Linked DNA regions of Macaca mulatta: region 1 is linked to region 2. A link is a contact called in public Hi-C data. All regions are on one chromosome and are shown on one strand. Each heading gives the region's core, a stretch centred on a gene start, on an enhancer-like site or on the middle of the called end of the contact. The rest is flanking DNA. Distances are from core to core; before and after follow the strand shown. Region 1 overlaps FOXK1 (forkhead box K1). Region 2 holds the start of FOXK1 (forkhead box K1).

What was found. A called contact is a pair of places that touch in the nucleus more often than the background predicts.
Region 1: a contact with region 2 is called in a Hi-C map of CD4 T cells, with 2.6 times the contacts expected there. The contact joins the enhancer-like site here to the promoter of FOXK1 in region 2. A contact is called at or near these places in 5 of 14 Hi-C or Micro-C datasets (CD4 T cells, blood, cortical neurons and 2 more).

The regions. Positions count from the first base shown.
Region 1 is chr3:38,728,957-38,734,215 of T2T-MMU8v2.0, forward strand. All of the region lies in intron 2 of FOXK1 (forkhead box K1), which reads left to right. Among named protein-coding and RNA genes, the nearest start is that of AP5Z1, 31 kb to the right of the region's middle. Within about 2 kb of position 3,160, at least 18 of the 40 cell types and tissues checked have an H3K27ac peak or open chromatin away from gene starts, as enhancers often do. A contact at or near this core is called in CD4 T cells and blood, where this site is marked.
Region 2 is chr3:38,665,549-38,671,281 of T2T-MMU8v2.0, forward strand. It overlaps FOXK1 (forkhead box K1), which reads left to right and starts at 2,047. Exons shown (of 9, transcript XM_015133208.3): 1 at 2,047-2,632. The coding sequence starts at 2,061.

The DNA of each region.
Region 1 (5,259 bases), core at 1,910-4,409, 65 kb after region 2:
CAGTTTGGTGCCGGAGCTGTGACTCCTCCGCAGCACCAGCAGTTTCCGCGTCGCTTGTGCGTCACCAGCAAAGGTCAGCCCAGTGGAAAAAGCAGATCGAATCTTAGGACTGTTGTGAACATGGTGTTGACCTTACCTATACCCTGAAAGGGGCTCAGGGGCCCTCGGGGACATCTGTGAGGCACATTCTGGGCATGCTGGTCTGTTGGAGCGAGTGCCGTGGCAATCCTGGGCCAGCCACGTCAGTCCCTCCCTGCTGACCTGCGCACTCTGCTGAGCCCCGGCTGTACCTTTGCTTTCTTTTTTCTTTTTTTCCCCTTGCAGCTGTAGGAGAAGAGAGGGCTGTTGTTTGTTTTTCAGAGACAGCGTCTCACTCTGTCTCCCAGGCTGGAGTGCAGTGGCGCAATCATAGTTTGCTGCAGCCTCCAGCTCCTGAGCTCAAGCGATCCCCCCACCTCGGCCTCCCAAGTCGCTGGGAGCACAGGCATGCACTACCACACCCAGCTAATTTTCTTATCTTTTGTACAGACAGGGTCTTGCTATGTTGCCCAAGCTGTCTGGAACCCCTGGGCTCAAGAGATCCTCCCTCCTCCACCTCCCAAAGTGCTGGGGTTACAGGTGTGAGTCAACACAACCAGCCCATACGTGGCCTGCACCTTTTCAGGGTCCACAGATAGAATTACACACTGGCTTCTCTTGGAACAGAGCCATCAGGGGCACAGCTCCTCTACCCTGCTTTGCTGACAAGTTACCAGTGGCCTCCTACAAGTTACAAGGTGGGAATCATCTCCATTTGAGTTGCCTGGAGTCGGCCTCCTTTTTTCCAGAGCCAGTGGGTGGGCGAGTCTCTCATGGAGAGAGAAGTTCAGGGACAGTGCTGCTGCGGAAAGGCGAGGCCCTGGGCTCAGGCCGGGCATGGTCGCGTGTGTGACTCTTTGCGGTCACTTCAGCCCCCACCTTCCTGGGCCTGGTTCCCGCCTGCGGAGCCAGTGCTGTGACGTCATGACCCTCTGGGATGATGATGATGGTGAATCCTAAGTGACTGAAAGCCTGGTATGTGCCCGCCTGGCCCTGTGCTGAGCAGTGCACATGCAGTATTTTGTTTAGTTCATACAGCTTTATGAGAGAATGTTCTGGAAGTAGACAGTGATGATAGTTATTCAATTTTGTGAATATCCTAAAAGTCACTTTAAAGGGTGACTTGACTGGGCGCGGTGGCTCACACCTGTAATCCCAGCACTGTGGGAGGCCAAGGCGGGCAGATCACTTGAGGCCAGGAGTTCGAGACCAGCCTGAGCAACATGGTGAAACCCCGTCTCTACTACAAATACAAAAATCAGCTGGGCATGGTGCCACACACCTGTAATCCCAGCTACTTGGGAGGCAGAGGCAGGAGAATGGCTTGAACCCAGGAGGCAGAGGTTGCAGTGAGCTGAGATTGCACGACTGCCCTCCAGCCTGGGCGACAGAGCGAGACTCCATCTCTAAGTAAATGAATAAATGGTGAATTGAATGTTACGGGAATTGTATCTGAAGGAAGCAGTTGAGCACCGCATATATCCTTAAGTCTTTACCTAATACCACCTTAAAGGCACTGTAGAAACGGTGGCCAAGACCAGCTCATGTGCTGCTGGGAGCTCACCCCAGAAGAGGCTGCTCCTGCTGCTTTTGGGGTGGGCAGCAAAGGCCTCAGGTCCAGAGAGAAGCAGGCCAGGCAGCGATCCGGGGCTCCTGGGGAAGTGCTAGGCCAGCGCCCCTGCCTTAGCCTGGCAGTGGGTTATTAATCAGCAGGTTGTAATCCAGCTAAAGAGAAGCTTTATTTTATTTTATTTTTATTTTATTTTTATTTTATTTTTTGAGACAGAGTCTTGCTCTGTCACCTAGGCTCTGTCACCTAGGCTGGAGTGCAGTGGTGTGATCTCGGCTCACTGCAACCTCCACCTCCCTGGTTCAAGCAATTCCCCTGCCTCAGCCTCGAGAGTAGGTGGGATTACAGGCACACGCCACCAAGCCCAGCTAATTTTTTTTTGTATTTTTAGTGGAGACGGAGTTTCACCATATTGAAAGAAAGAAAAATGTTTTGGTTTGCTCCGGGAGGGGGCTTAAAAAAATAAAACTATTTCCCAGTGTTAATCCAAATTTGCACATTAAAGTCGCATTTGTATGACAAGAGAGGTCGTGGTTTGCAAAGGAGTTAATAAGCGATACCTGTTTTTTAAACTAGGGCAGAGAAAATACTGTTTATTTTATCTTAGCTTCAGGGGGTACATATGCATGTTTGTGACATGGGTATATTACATACTGTTGGGGATTGGGCTTCTAGGGTGCCTATTACCCAAAGGGTGAATGCGTACCCCCTAGGTCATCTTTCACCCCTCGCCCTCTCCCGCCTCCCTGCTTTGGAGTCCCAGTTTCTTGTTTCCATCTTCCTCTTCCTGGGTACCCAGCATTCAGCCCCTGCTTATAAGCAAGAACAGGCGCTGTGCGGTATTGTTTCTGATTGAGTTCACTTGGGACAAGGGCCTCCAGCTCCCTCGCGTTGCTGCCCAGGCCAAGATTTCGTTCTTTTTTATAGCTGGGAGTGAAGAAATTTCGTACTGAGCACCTGAAGCTCTTGCGGCTGGAGCTGTTCTGAGAAGCTGGGTGGCGGCCTCCTGTGACCGCCAGTCCCCATGGGCGATGCGAGCAGCTCCCTGGGCCTGCACCCGCCCTGATCTTGCTGCGGGAGCCGGGAAGGTGGGGGGCCACCCCGTTCCCCTCCTTCCGCCCAGTCCTGTTCTTTGAAACCGCCCTGTGCAAAGACCGGATTCCCGTTAGGGGGAATTCTGTGCGGAGAAAGTAGTAAGTTAGGGACTGGCTGTCTGGCTTTTTGGCCTTCCATTGTTACAATAAAAGCCTCTCTGTTTACATCCGTTTATCTTAGCACCGTGGAATTCAATTGAGTGTTTAGAAACCTCAGAGGCCCTTGAGGTTTTGCCTGCCAAGATACTTTTCAGTTTGAGTTTCTGCTGTAGGGTGGAGCCGGCGTGTTTACAAACACTCCCTGCCCTTCCCTGCCCCCTCCCCACTCTCCTCTCTGGCTGGCTCCCTAACAGATCCGGGGGTGGGAGCGGGGCCAGGCCTGGAGAGCTGGCTGCCTGCAAGGCTGTCCCCTCCCGGTGCCGCCCCGCCCCCGCGGTGCCTGCCTTCCTAATTTGGTGTGCATTCGCCTCGCCAGTCCTCATTGGCCGTGGAGTGGCTGCCTTGGTGTAGGCCGGGCTCGCCCAGAGCCCCTCATTCCCAGGAGTCGGGAGTGGCTTGGGAGCGGCTTTTTCCTGGGGGGCCTCCCTGATCAGCTGCCCCCGCCCCCGCCCCCCGCCCCACCCTCCCTCCTTCCTTTCCGTTCCTCCTGCTTTGCTCTCGAAGGCCCTTGCTCCTTTTCCCAGGATGGGTGGGTGTGTGGGTGTGGGTGTGTGGTTTTGTGTGTACGTGTGTGTTCTTTTCTGATTTATTTTTTTCTGCCCTGAAGTACTCCACCCAGAAAATGAATGAACTCTCTTTGAAATAAATTCTGCTATCTTTAGCAGAAGTTTGACCTTTCTTTCCTTTTTGCTAAGAAGAGTTTTTACAGGCCAGGCAGGGTGGCTCAGGCCTGTAATCCCAGCACTTTGGGAGGCCGAGGCAGGCAGATCACCTGAGGTCAGGAGTTCGAGACCAGCCTGGGGTCAACATGGTGAAACCCTGTCTCTACTAAAAATACAAAAATTAGCCAGGTGTGTGATCCAAGCTACCTGGGAGGCTGAGACGGGAGAATTGCTTGCACCTAGGAGGCAGAGGTTGCAGTGAACCAAGGTCGCACCACTGCGCTCCAGACTGGGTGGCAGAGCGAGCATGCATCTCAAAAAAAAAAAAAAAAAAGTGTTTTTAGGAAGGAATTGAAGTATTTAAGGAAAGAATTAAAGTAGTTAATCATTTTCTAGGTTCTACCAAACAGACACCAGTCTAAAAAGTGTTCCTTAGAGGGAGAGTTTGAAGAAAACTGCTGAAATTCAGTGAAAGGACATTGCACAGAGAGGGACTGTTTCTGCTCGTGAGGGCAGTACTTCAGGAGCTGTTTCTCTTAAGGCTTTTCCTGATGTCTCCAACGTGGAGATCAAAAATGAAAGTAAGTTGTACAATTCGGCGAAGGTCAGCAGTATGTAAATATACAGTAGAAATGCAGCAACTGACTTCAGAAATCTTTCCGTTTTAATCATGATCTTTACACAGTTCTGCCTTACTACTAGATACCATTCAGTCCTAACTTGGTTTATGTTGTTTTGTAAAGTTAGAGGTCTTTTGTGTTTGGAGTTATTGGATCTACGTTAGAAATACTCTCCTTTTTCTGACAAACTTTGGTTCCCTCCTGCAGGGTGATTCATCTGTTTCAAAGTTTCTGGTTGGCTGGGCGTAGTGGCTCACGCCTGGAATCCCAGCACTTTGGGAGGCTGAGGCAGGAGGATTGCTTGAGGCCAAGAGTTCCAGACAAGTCTGGGCAACATAGTGAGACCCTATCTCTAAAAAAAAAAATTTCTTTTAATTAGCCAGGTGCAGTGGCTCACGCCTATAGACCCAGCTACTCGGGAGGCTGAGGCAGGAGGATCACTTGAGCCCAGCAGTTGGAGGCTGCAGCAAACTATGATGTCACCGCTGCACTCCAACCTGGGCAACAGAGCAAGACCCTGTCTCAAAAAAATAATAATTAAAAAACACCAGTTTGTGGCTGCAGCCTTCCCTGTGTTTTCAGCAGGTCTGCAGGAGGATTGTGGTGTGAAGGTGTGAGTCACCCCTAGCGGGAATCCTGCGTGGCTGATCCGGGCTGGCTGTGCCAGCATTTGCAAATCTAACGAGGGTCCCTCTTCCCTTGTCTCCCTGTCCCTGTCCCCGTAGGCTCTGCTGCCCCTCCCCAGCCCACCCCACCCTCTTACGTCTTTTCCCAGCTGAGAACTCTGGGGAAGTAACTGTTGCTTCCTCCACAGGGGAAGGTTGGGACTTCCTGTCTTCCTTTAATTTTTCCCTCCTGCCTAGATCCCTTCGAGGGGTGACTTTGGTGCTAAAGTGTTGGGAGTTCGGAATGAAGCTTGGTGGGGACGTCCTTGTGTTTGTCCCAATCTGTTGAAAGGACATCCCCACCCCCGCCTTTCCTGCAATCTCAGGGAGGGCCCTAGCGCCCGCCTAGCGGCTTGTGTGGAGTAGGTCTGTTGCACAGCTTCTGTGCAGGCACGTGACGCACGAGGACAG
Region 2 (5,733 bases), core at 797-3,296:
ATGAGTGAATGAAGGGCTCTAAAAAGAAAGAGAGCTAGGCTGGGCGCGGTGGCTCACGCCTGTAACCCAGCATTTTGGGAGGCTGAGGTGGGAGACTGCTTGAGCCCTGGAGTTGGAGACCAGCTTGGGCAATATAACGAGACCCTGTCACTATACAAAATTTAAAAAGGCCGGGCGAGGTGGTTCACGCCTGCAATCCCAGCACTTTGGGAGGTCGAGGTGGGTGGATCACCTGAGGTCAGGAGTTCAAGACCAGCCTCACCAACATGGTGAAACTCCATCTCTACTAAAAATACAAAAATTAGCTGGGTGTGGTGGCAGATGCCTATAATCCCAGACACTTGGGAGGCTGAGGCAGGAAAATCGCTTGGACCCGGGAGGCAGAGGTTGCAGTGAGCCAAGACTGCACCATTGCACTCCAGCCTGAATGACAGAGTAAGACTCTGTCTCAAAATTAAAAAAAAAGAGAAAACTTAAAAATTAAAAATTAGTTGGGCATGGTGGCTCATAGTCCCAGCTACTTGGGAGGGTGAGGTGGGAAAATCACCTGAGTCTGGGAGGTCGAGCTGCAGTGAGCTATGACTGCGCCACTGCACTCCAGCCTGGGTGACAGAGTGAGACCCTGTCTCAAAAGAAAAAGACAAGAAAGAGAGAGAGAGAGAGAAGGAAGGGAGGGAGGGAGGGAAAGAGAGAAAGAGAGAAAGAGAGAAAGAAAGAAAGAAAGAAAGAAAGAAAGAGAGAGAAAAAAAGGAAAGGAAAGGAAAGTAATAAAAAAAGAAAAGAGGCCAGGCACGGTGGCTCAAGCCTGTAATCCCAGCACTTTGGGAGGCCGAGACGGGCGGATCACGAGGTCAGGAGATCGAGACCATCCTGGCTAACCCGGTGAAACCCCGTCTCTACTAAAACATACAAAAAAAAAAAAACTAGCCGGGCGAGGTGGCGGGCGCCTGTAGTCCCAGCTACTCGGGAGGCTGAGGCAGGAGAATGGCGTAAACCCGGGAGGCGGAGCTTGTAGTGAGCTGAGATCCGGCCACTGCACTCCAGCCTGGGCGACAGAGCCAGACTCCATCTCAAAAAAAAAAAAAAAAAAAAAAAAAGAAAAGAAAGGAGGGAGGGAGAGAGCGAGGGAGGGAGAGAGGGAGGGAGAGAGTGAGGGAGGGAGGGAAGGAAGGAAGGAGGGAAGGAAGGAGGGAGGGAAGGAAGGAAAGAAGGAAGGAAAGAAGGGATCAGGGATTCAGGTATCCATCTCAAGTGGTCTTCAGTTACAGTAAAGTATGATGACCTTTAATCTGAGGGTTTAAGAATGATCAGGCCTGGCACTGTGGCTCACACGGGTAATCCCAGCGCCTTGGGAGGTCGAGATAGATAGATCTCTTGAGATCAGGAGTTTGAGACCAGCCTGGCCAACATAGCAAGACCCTGTCTCTATAAAAAGTAAAAAAATTAGCTGGGCATGGTGGCACTTGGCAGGCAGAGGCAGGAGGGTCCCTTGAGCACAGGAGGTGGAAGTTGCAGTGAGTTATGATTGTGCCACTACACTCCAGCCTGGGCGACAGAGCGAGATTAAAATATAAACATATGTATTATATATAATACACACATATTTTATCTTCTATCTATCTTACACTTTAGGGTTGGGGGGCTGGAGTGGCTGGGGCGGAGACACAGCTGAGGTCATCTGTTCCTTTCTCCAGTGACCCAGGCTCAAAACTTTCCAGATGGGCATTTCAAGGGTCCCCTGTTCCCCCCATGGAGGAAAGGGCGTCCACCGGCTGCAGCCCCGCGGGCAGGGGGCTAGGTGCGCCGGGTCCAGCTCTCCGGGGGACCCCCCCAGCCCTGCCAGCACAGGCCTCGCCCCCGGCCCCCAGCTGGCGCGCGCCGCGTGGGCTGCGCTGGGCGGGACCGGCGGGCCGGCGAGGCGCACGGTGGGCTGGGAGGCTCCGCTCCGCGCCGGCGCGATCTGGTCCGGGTTTCCGCGCCCGCCCAGCGCCCCGGCCTCCCCGCCCCCCGCGCCGCCGCTGCAGCCGCCGCCGCCGGAGGCCGCTCGGAGCCGCGCGAACATGGCCGAAGTCGGCGAGGACAGCGGCGCCCGCGCCCTGCTCGCGCTGCGCTCGGCGCCCTGCAGCCCCGTGCTGTGCGCCGCAGCCGCCGCCGCCGCCTTCCCCGCGGCCGCGCCCCCGCCGGCCCCAGCGCAGCCCCAGCCTCCGCCTGGGCCGCCGCTGCCGCCGCCGCCGCCGCTGCCTCCCGGCGCGATCGCGGGCGCGGGCTCCTCCGGGGGCTCCTCCGGGGGCTCCTCCGGGGTATCCGGAGACTCCGGGGGCGCGGGCGCGGCGCCGGCCCTGGTGGCCGCGGCGGCCGCCTCGGTGCGGCAGAGCCCGGGGCCGGCGCTGGCGCGGCTGGAGGGCCGCGAGTTCGAGTTCCTCATGCGCCAGCCCAGCGTCACCATCGGCCGCAACTCGTCGCAGGGCTCGGTGGACTTGAACATGGGCCTGTCCAGCTTCATCTCGCGGCGCCACCTGCAGCTCAGCTTCCAGGAGCCGCACTTCTACCTGCGCTGCCTCGGCAAGAACGGCGTCTTCGTGGACGGGGCCTTCCAGCGGCGCGGCGCGCCCGCCTTGCAGCTGCCCAAGCAGTGAGTGCCCCCGCGACCCCCGCCGCCCGCACCCGGGGCTCACCCCCGACCTCGATCTCTGAGGCCCAGACCTGGGGATCCCCCTACAGCCTACCTGGCCTGAGCCCCCACCACCCCCAGCCACCCCCGTTAACCCCCGACCGGCCTGGACCCCGGGGTCAACCCCGACCCCCGCCTCCTGGGTCCCTGGGGTCACCTAGACCCCAATTCTGGACCCTCCGGCCTGAGGATTCTCCTCCACTTTCGCCGGCCTGGACACCCCGTCGCTCCCGACCTCCACCGGCCTGTACTCGGGTCAACCCCTACCCACACTTCGCGGCTCCTGGGGTCACCCCTGACCTCATCTCCCACCGGCCTGGGCTCCTGGAGCCACCCCTACCCCAAGCCCACCTGGCTGGGCTTCTTAGGTCACCCCTGACCCAGATCCCTGCTGTCCCCCAGCTCCCACTGGCCTGGACTCGGTGGTCATTCTTAACTCCTACTGGCCTAGATCCCTGCGGTCGTTTACGTCCCCACCCCGCGTAAACACGCAAGGTCAACCATGACCCCCACTTCCTAGGCCCCCCCCCCCGGGCCACCCCGACCACTAACCCCACAAGCCTGGGCTCGCAGGGCCACTCCCACCCCAGCTCCGCCCAGCTGGACACTGAGGTCACCCTGACCCCAGTCCCTGTTTCTTGGGCCTGGGGATCACCCTCAACCCTTCCAGGTCACCCCGGACCCCCACCAGCTTGAACTCCAGGGTCACCCCAGCCTGGCCTGGTTTTCAGGACTACCCCCGACCCCCACCAGCCAGGGCCTCAAGTCACCTCAGTGCCTGATCCCTGCGGTCCTGGACCCCAGTGGCCACCTCTGACCCTGTCTGGTCTGGACCCTTGGATCACCCCGACCCCATCCAGTCTGGGTCCTGGGGGGCCCCAGCACACTCACCCAGGACAGTGGGAAGGGTGTTGCTCCGGGAAGTGCGAGCTCCCTAGTAGTTTGGACTGTGCTGAAGGAGCAGAGGCCTGGCAGGGAGAGGAGAGGACAGGAAGCCTGTGCCTCAGTTTACCTCGCCAGTGAGTGCTCCTGGGATGGAGTAGCAGGACCCCAAGCTCAAATTAGATTCCCCTGGGCCCGAGGTCGCCGGGGCAGAGAGACCCAGCTGGGCCTGGATGGCTGCCCAGGCCTGTTGGTGCCTTTTCAAAGCATCCCATGGTCACCTCCTGCCCATTCCGGTTCCCTCCTTTCCAGCTCCACCGCCCGCCCTCCGCACCCTGTGCTGAGCCCCGGACCTCAAGGTCTGTTGATCAGGAGAAAGCCTGTTTAATTACTCATTTCCTCTGGAGCCACTTTCTTTTTCTATTTAGTGATTGCCTCTAACTCATCACCAGTGTTTATATTTCTTCAATGTGGTTCTTGTTCCAGGGTTGTCTGTCTAATTACTCCCTTTTATAAACGCCTTGCGTCTGGGGAATTTTTGCTGGGGTAATTCCCAGGGCCCAAAGTTTGTGTCTGTAAACTTCTCCCCATTTTTAGAGTCTTGGCATGTTTGGTTACAAATATCGCATTGAATAATTTACAATGCAACATCAACAATGACTCACTCCCTCTTGGGGCGTGAGAGGGGAAGTATACCTTTTCCTAGCCATGCTGAAAGGTGTGCATTTTGGTAAAATCAGAACCCAGGAGATAACAAAGTTGTTCTTTGCCTCAGTTATTACTCTGCTCTCTCTTTTCCATAACCAATGTACTCTCTTCTGTTTGGGGCCATTAAATGCATTTGCTGGCCACTCTCCCTTCCAGTAAGAAAATGACAGGTAGGCTCCCCAGGCCCCCCTTAGAGACCTGCTTTACAGATGCACTTTTATGTAACTCAGGTTCACCAAGTACTTCCATTAAACAGTCTTGTTTTCAGGTTTCCTGCTCCAGCCATGGAAACAGGTACACTCCCCAGTCAGACCCAGCTTTAGTGAATCTTGAAGGAGGTTTTCACGGTATTTTTTTTTTCTAACTCAAGGGGAAAAAATTTCGACCTCAGATTGTCTACAAATAGGCCAGTAGCGGGTTTGTTATTTATGAAATGTTATCAGTGTATACAGTCCTTGCACATTTATGCTCCAGGGAGCTCGTGTTCTCAGTGGGTGCATTACCAGGCATCGTGGTGGAGCTGTCAGGCTACACGGATGCCCACCCGCTGACTTGGTGCATTAGATGTGTGTGAAGTGCTCGGTGCACTGTGCCTGTCTGTTTTTATTTGACTTCACCTGCACATGTGAGCAATATCTATGTAGGCAGCATGTAAAATTTACAAGAACAAAGCACATGTGCAGAAGGAAAAACATTAAGTGGATGTCTATGTCCACCCTCCTAGAAAAGAGCTGTTTGCTTCTTTTGTCTTTCTTTTTTTTTTTTTTTGTCACGGAGTCTTGCTCTGTTGCCCAGAGTGGTGTGCAATGGCTCACTGCAAACTCCACCTCCTGGGTTCAAGTGATTCTCCTGCCTCAGCCTCCTGAGTAGCTGGGATTACAGGCACATACCACCACGCCAGTCTAATTTTTTGGATTTTTAGTAGAGATGGGGTTTCGCTGTGTTAGCCAGGATGGTCTCGATCTCTTGACTTTGTGATCTGCCTCCCTCGGCCTCCCAAAGTGCTGGGATTACAGACGTGAGCCACTGTACCTGGCCTCACTTTTTTTTTTTAATTTTAGAAAACTTATACCTAAGTAGTCATATATGTAGCACAGGCTGTTACAAACTTCTTTTTGGTTAGGTAGATTCTTTTTTTTTTTTCGAGATGGAGTCTGCTCTGTCGCCCAGGCTGGAGTGCAGTGGCGCGATCTCAGCTCACTGCAAGCTCTACCTCCCGGGTTCACGCCATTCTCCTGCCTCAGCCTCCCAGGGAGCTGGGACTACAGGCGCCCGCCACCATGCTCGGTTAATTTTTTGTATTTTTAGTAGAGACGGAGTTTCACCGTGTTAGCCAGGATGTTCTCGATCTCCTGACCTTGTGATCCGCCCGCCTCAGCCTCCCAAAGTGCTGGGATTACAGGCGTGAGCCACCGCACCCTGCCTGGTTAGGTAAAGATTCTTAAGCCTGGCCGGGCGTGGTGGCTCATACC